Linked DNA regions of Danio rerio: region 2 is linked to region 1. A link is a contact called in public Micro-C data. All regions are on one chromosome and are shown on one strand. Each heading gives the region's core, a stretch centred on a gene start, on an enhancer-like site or on the middle of the called end of the contact. The rest is flanking DNA. Distances are from core to core; before and after follow the strand shown. Region 1 overlaps aff2 (AF4/FMR2 family, member 2). Region 2 overlaps aff2 (AF4/FMR2 family, member 2).

Region 1 (3,436 bases), core at 590-3,089:
TTGGATTGATTATATAAATTGATCATACAAACTCTTTAAATTATTATATTATATTATATTATATTATATTATATTATATTATATTATATTAGATTGCTCATTAGGTAATAACTGAATGCCACAGTGAAGGAAAGCATGTTGGGAGAAAGCAACAATGTGCCATAAATCAGTGGTGTTTTAAATTGATGGCATTTTCCTCTGCCATCAAGATCATTCCTCTGTTGACTTGTGAAGCCTCGGTTTTCCCGTCGGCTGCTTCATGGGGCATTTTAGCCTGAAATCTCTGCGGTGCTACAGTAACTAAAATGTTCGATTTTTTTTCCAGGCGACGAGAGGACGTGAAAAAACCAAGGGTGAACGTGACTGCTCAAACACTGAGGGAATTATCCAAACATGGAGAGAGGGAAAGTGTTAATCTAGCACTAATGTCAGCAACTTTGAGCAATTCAGTTAAACAAACTAAGACTATTACTCAATAAATCAATCAAAAAATAAACACTATAGTGTTACTGTCACAGTCACAGTAAGACTTCATGCACTTTTGGATATGATTAATAGAAATATTTAAAAAATATCTACAGAAATATTTAATTATAATAATAATATAAAATTTAAATAATAATAAAAATTTAAATAATAAAATTAATAATAATAATAATAATAATAATAACAATAATAATACAAATTATTATTATTATTATTATTATTGTGGTTTTTATTTTTGTTATTATTATTAGAAGCTGTAGTAGTAGTAGTAGTAGTAATAGTTGTTGTAGTAGTAGTAGCAGTAGTAGTGTTAGTAGTAGTAGTTTTTAATATTGATATATCTTTAAATATACAATATTGATTATAAATTGAAATACAGTGCATCATTTATTCATTAAAGTGTCAATTGTTGCATTACTTTTTGAACAATTTTCAATATTTAAACAAATTAGAATTTTACATATTTATATTTATATATTGTATTTTGTATTTTTTTTTCTTTACAATAAAATGTGATTATATTTTCTCATTCATTCAACATATTTTACAAGTATTTAAATATTTATCATAATAATTCTTACAAAGTGTACAAACGTACATTAACACATTTATATTAACAAAAACAATGATAATGCATTTAAAATGTAGAACACAATAGTGTGTTCAATAACACATTTTGTTTTAATTTATTACTTTACATTTTTTCATTCATTAATTCCTTTTCTTGTCGGCTTAGTCCCTTTATTAATCTGGGGTCGCCACAGCAGAATGAACCGCCAACTTATTCAGCAAGATTTTACGCAGCAGATGCCCTTCACACACACACTCATACACTACGGACAATTTAGCCTACCCAATTCACCTGTACTGCATGTTTTTGTACTCTGGGTTTTCTCCGGGTGCTCCGGTTTTCCCCACACGAAAGCAGGGAGAACATGCAAACTTCACACAGAAACACCAACTGAGCCGAGGATTGATCCAGCGACCTTCTTGCAGAGAGGTGACAGCACTACCTACTGCGCCACTGCTTTGCCCACTTTACACTTTTTTATTCACAATAAAATACTATAAATGAAAAATACTGAATATGAATGTTGCTCTACATAAGAGAAAACAAGTTCACTGAAATTCTAAACATGGATAAAACAGATGAAAAGTGTGTTATTTTACAGTAGCAATAACAAAGTCCTCAAGAAACTCCTTGAGAAATGAGAAATTCAGAAGGAAAACATACAAACAGAAAGAGCAGCGCTGCTCAGAATGAATTCTTTGTGCCAGTAAAGGCTTGTGATATGTGAGGAAAACACTGCCATTATCACAGTTATTATGCAACAGTTGGCCAGAACTCAGCTCTACTCAACAATGAGAGTGTCAGCAGCACGTCAGACACATCCATTGCTGTTTATTTATGCATGAATCAACATTACAATCCAGCATCTGACACTCTCTCACCTGCAGTTGCTGAAAACATCACACAGACGTACTGAAACATCCCATCTAAAGCTCTTGATGTAATAATAGGCCGATATGAATGTCTCCTCTAGAAGACGTGTTTTCTAATCTAAGCTGACTAAAGTAATAGAGCTATTCTGCCACATTCACAAACGTGATGTCAAAGAGTTTTTATAAAAGGGAGCAGCAGATACAATCAGTAAAGCACAACAAACATACTGTGAAAAATGATTGCTGGGGTAGCACAATGTTGTTGTTTTTTGTTTATGACTAAATTAAAATGGAGAATAAAGGATGCTTTTGATTGGGCTGCTCCTCAAAAGATAACATTTTAAGAATGTTTTTTTATGATTTAAGATAAAACAAGTTTTAAACACATATGCAAGTAAATTATCTTTACATCTGATTAATAAACAAACAAACAAACAAACTAGCAAAATTGAGATTTTTAAAACCAAATGAGAAGAAGAAGAAGAAAAAGAAGAAGGATGATGATGATGATGATGATGATAATAATAATAACAACAAAATAATAATAATGAAATTATTATTGTTGTTAATTATTATAATAACATTATTATTATTATTATCATTATTATTATTATTATTAAAGCATAATAATAATAACAATATTAATAAAAATGGGCGACGCAGTGGTGCAGTAGGTAGTGCTGTCGCCTCGCAGCACGAAGGTCACTAATTGGAGCCTTGGCTGAGTCAGTTCACATTTCTGTGTGCAGTTTGCCTGTTCTCCCTGCATTTGCGTGGTTTCCTCCAGGTGCTCCGGTTTCCCCCCACAGCCCAAAGATAAATGAATGAATGAATGAATGAATAATGAATGAATGAATACTAATAATAATAATAATAATAATAATAATAATAATAATAATAATAATGATGATGATAAATCTTATATAATAATAATCAAATTATTATTATTATTATTATTATTATTATTATTATTATTATTATTATTGTTGTTGTTGTTGTTGTTGTTGTTATTGTTGTTTTCATTATTATTATTATTATTATTATTATTATTATTATTATTATTATTGTAATTAAATGTATGCAACATCTTTAATTGATTCTCTTTGTAAAGGCGAGATCTCATGCATAAAGGGAAAATGTGCTTATGCTATGGCAAAGTTATACAAAGCTTGAAGCATCATTATTGGTACTTGGTATCAGTTGATCACAATGACAAGGAATCGGTACTCAGTATCGGCTGCAAAATTCCTTATCGGAGCATCCCTAATAAATACATCTTTTTATGAATTTTACTGCTGGACTGCTCCATGATGGATATTATTTTTTATATTATTATTATTATTAATACATTACATTATTATAATACTATTACATTTGATTGAATAATAGATATTTAATTATCTTAAAATTGTATTTTTAACTCTCACCATACAAAATATAAAAATGATGTTATATATAGTTTATAGGTATAATTTATTATTTACTTTATTTATTATTAACTTTTAGA
Region 2 (3,716 bases), core at 377-2,876, 46 kb before region 1:
AAAAATATGACTTATATTTGACACACACACACAACACTATCACATATTGATATAAATAATAAAGTTATGTTTTGTTCACTGTTAATGCATCAGTGTTGTGGCCAAGAATATTTTTGTAATCCAATTCAAAGCTTTGAAGAAGTTGAAATTTCAGTTGTTAATATTCTGGTGTTAAAGGCATTCATTATTATCATAAGGACCTCTTTTGTCACCATTGTACGACCATTCAATGTCACATTAGAGAAAATTCATTCCTTAGTCACGTTCGTTGTATAAAGAGTAATTTTGATGGCAAATGAGTAAAACCTACTGACTTAAAGGATAGTGCCAAAGTAAAAGAATTTAAAATGACAGTTCTTTTATTTATTTCTTTTTTTTAATTTGGGGCTGCACTGGGATCCTTAGAATTTTTTAATATGCCATCAAATGATACTGATTCAAAATGCAGTATTCCTGACAGGATTGTCAGACAGTAATTACACATAACACTAAACAACATTTTAGTCGGTGAAAATGCATTACATTTTTATAGCTTAGATGCTTGAAAAACAAAATGCTGCATTCATGTTCAACAGGTCAATTATATGAGTTTTAATAATTGGTTGAGCTATTTTTAAGTCTTTTTTTTTTTTTTGCATCAGTCACTCTTTAGAAAACAAAAGGATTGAATGTAGACATGGGGCGATTTAGGTAAACCGTGGCTTGGAAATGTCAAGGTTTTAAAACTGCCAACATTTTCTGTAATACCGTTCCTAAAGTGTGCAAGTGTGTAGTCTGTAAGACTTTTTATTTACATTTTTTTTTTATCTCAAGATGTCATTTTAAGTTGTAAATAAATCAGTGTGTTGAAACAAATGAAGACAGCAGAAGTCAATGATTTATTTGGATTATTTAGCCTGACATGTTTACTGCTCCAGAATCCTTAAAAAAAGTTTTTTTTAAGTAGATTATATTGTGTTCAAAAAGGGAAAAACTTTTTGTTTTTTACACAGAAATTTAAAAAGAATATATTTTAGAGCAGTAAACACAATATGTGATTGCGTAAAATCGTCATATTTTTATCCAAGGTTTTCATACCGTTTCTTACACCAGCCCATGTCTAATCGAATGTAAATCCAACACTCTTATTTTATAATAATTACTCTTGCAGGACCATGTTCCCATGCTTCATCTCCAAATAAAAAGTGGTCAAAAGGACAGCGCGCTCTTTTTTTTCACACATGTGGCTGAACACATTTTTACAGCTAGAACTGAACGTTACCCAGTTTATTACCCAGGAGCCTTAGCAAGTAAAAACACAGATCGACAATTATTTTCAAGGGCCGCTTAACAGTATTGTTTTATTGTGCTATTAGCGCATGCCTTGTTGCCAGCCAACTCTTGTTTCTCTCACACTTTGTCTTTTTTTTCTAAGTGATTTTTTTTTTTCCTCCGGTGACCTTTCAGGGGTCTGTGTTCAGGCTACAGAGGGGTCCAAATAACAGTCATCTGGCATCACACACGGAGCAGGCCCGGTTTGGAGGAAACTAGAGAAGTTGTCAGTCTAGAGGGTAATGTCCACCACATGGGGTAAGGAAAGCTGTTGAAGAGGAAAGTATGTGTCACTGCTGGGAGTTTGAAGTCGACTGTTTGAGCCAGGCTGAAAAAAAGAAGAGAAAAAGAAAAGAAAAGAAAAAAAAAGCGCTTACTGGAGCCACATTGGATTCATTTGGCACCGAACCGCTTTTTTGATTTTTTGGCTCACGCTCCCCTATTGGCAAAGACAATGAAGGCTGGTACATAAAGCGAGCCATATGAGCGGGCGAATGTGAAACCTTTCACACAGAGGTGCATTATTCATGACACCGGATGAACTGCTTGGATTATTTTTCATTCATTTTCCCCCAGTAGTGCTGGCAGAAATGGAATCTTAAGTAAGTGGTTTTATTCAAATCATTTCACTACGGCACTGCTGACAATAACAACAACTAAAATGTTCAAACTAAAGTAATAAACGTTTGGGCGTAGGGGTTACTGCTTTTTCATTACTACGACATAAAATGATCAATCAACAGATTGGGATTTGTCTTCCACCTCTTTTTTTTTTTTTTTTGAGATATAAACATGTTGGATTCTCAAAGAAGCCCTACAATATTCAAACCATGTGTTTAATGGGACTTAAATAAACCCTCAAAGTGACAGTTTTAGGAGAAAAACGGATTTGAACAAACCAGTGATGTTAATAAAGTTCCACTGCTTTGGAACAATTGTTTACAGCAATTTGGGTTTTGATTAAATGGATGCTTGTTGAATATTTAAAGGGTTAGTTCACTCAAAAATTCATTTTTCATAGTCATAAATAAATAATCATTAAAATACAGCATGGGCAGATTCTGTGATATTTCTGTATCTGTTTTATAAAGCTTTTCTGTTGGTTTGAGTACATTTAATCTCATTTGGAGACAGAAAAATATACATTTTTAAAAAGATATTTGGTATTAGAATAGCGTCAGTTTAAGTAAACACTGAGTTAACATTTGTACATGTTTATACAGTATACTGTTGGTCGGCAAAAGATTCAAACAATTAAGGGTTACTTACATTTAAATAGAAATTCAAGACTGGGAAGTTGTACATGATACTATATGTAAAAAGTGTAACAAAAGCAGCATTTATATTGGTATAGTATCTGAATAAACAAATAAATAGATAAACAAACAAACAACAAATGAATGAATGAATGAATGAATGAATGAATGAATGAATGAATGAATGAATGAATGAATGAATGAATGAATGAATGAACGAACGAACGAACGAACGAACGAACGAACGAACGAACGAACGAACGAACGAACAAATAAACAAATAAAAACAAATAATGAATAAATAAATAAATAAAAAACAGACAAATAAAAAAGACAAATATAAACAAACAAATATAAACAAAGAAACAAACAAATAAATAACAAAATACATGAATAAATAAATGAACAAATAAATAAATAATAAACAAATAGACAGACAAATATAAACAAAGAAATGTAAACAAAGAAATGTAAACAAAGAACCAAACAAACATATAAATAAATGCATGATTTAACAAATAAATAAACAAATATATGAATAATTAAATAAATAATAAACAGACAAAAAAAAACTAATACAAACAGCAACAAATAAATAATCAAGTAAACAAACAAACAAACAAACAAACAAACAAACAAATAAATAAATAAATAAATAAATAAATAAATAAATAAATAAATAAATAAATAAATAAAAAATGTCCTTAAGTGTCTTTATTAGGTGACAAAGTACAAATTTAGCAACATTTTTTTTTTCTTTTTTGCCTGAGTGAGTTTTGTCTGCTTATCTGGGCTGCTCAGACATGGTGGATGAGCCTGTGAATAGGCAATTAACCACAAAACGCCATCAAGGCTAATTTTTCTTTGGAGGACACAAATTCATTTACACATTTGGCTTTCTACCATATTCAGATTCCACATGCAGGTAAAGCTACAAGGCATATGCACAAAAAGAAAAAGAAAAAAAATCTTCGCATTAATACTTGATAGCCTTCTATTGCTGTTTGGAATTAAGAACTGAGGCCCATAAGGATACTGAACTGGGCTATGAAGATAGAAATGAATGTCGATACGATAGAAATGACTAATCAAAGACTGAAATAGTTGTAACATTACAAATAGGTGTATCATTATAGCTACAAAGCGAAT

The links. Hi-C and Micro-C count contacts between places; a contact is called where the count stands out from the background.
Region 2: a Micro-C map of caudal fin shows a contact between it and region 1, with 1.8 times the contacts expected there. The contact joins two enhancer-like sites. A contact is called at or near these places in 2 of 18 Hi-C or Micro-C datasets (caudal fin and an unstated tissue).

Annotation. Positions count from the first base shown.
Region 1 is chr14:24,604,649-24,608,084 of GRCz12tu, reverse strand. The region is part of intron 1 of aff2 (AF4/FMR2 family, member 2); the gene reads right to left. Among named protein-coding and RNA genes, the nearest start is that of aff2, 18 kb to the right of the region's middle. Within about 2 kb of position 1,839, at least 4 of the 62 cell types and tissues checked have an H3K27ac peak or open chromatin away from gene starts, as enhancers often do. A contact at or near this core is called in caudal fin, where this site is marked.
Region 2 is chr14:24,650,566-24,654,281 of GRCz12tu, reverse strand. All of the region lies in intron 1 of aff2 (AF4/FMR2 family, member 2), which reads right to left. Among named protein-coding and RNA genes, the nearest start is that of aff2, 65 kb to the right of the region's middle. Within about 2 kb of position 1,626, at least 17 of the 62 cell types and tissues checked have an H3K27ac peak or open chromatin away from gene starts, as enhancers often do. A contact at or near this core is called in caudal fin, where this site is marked.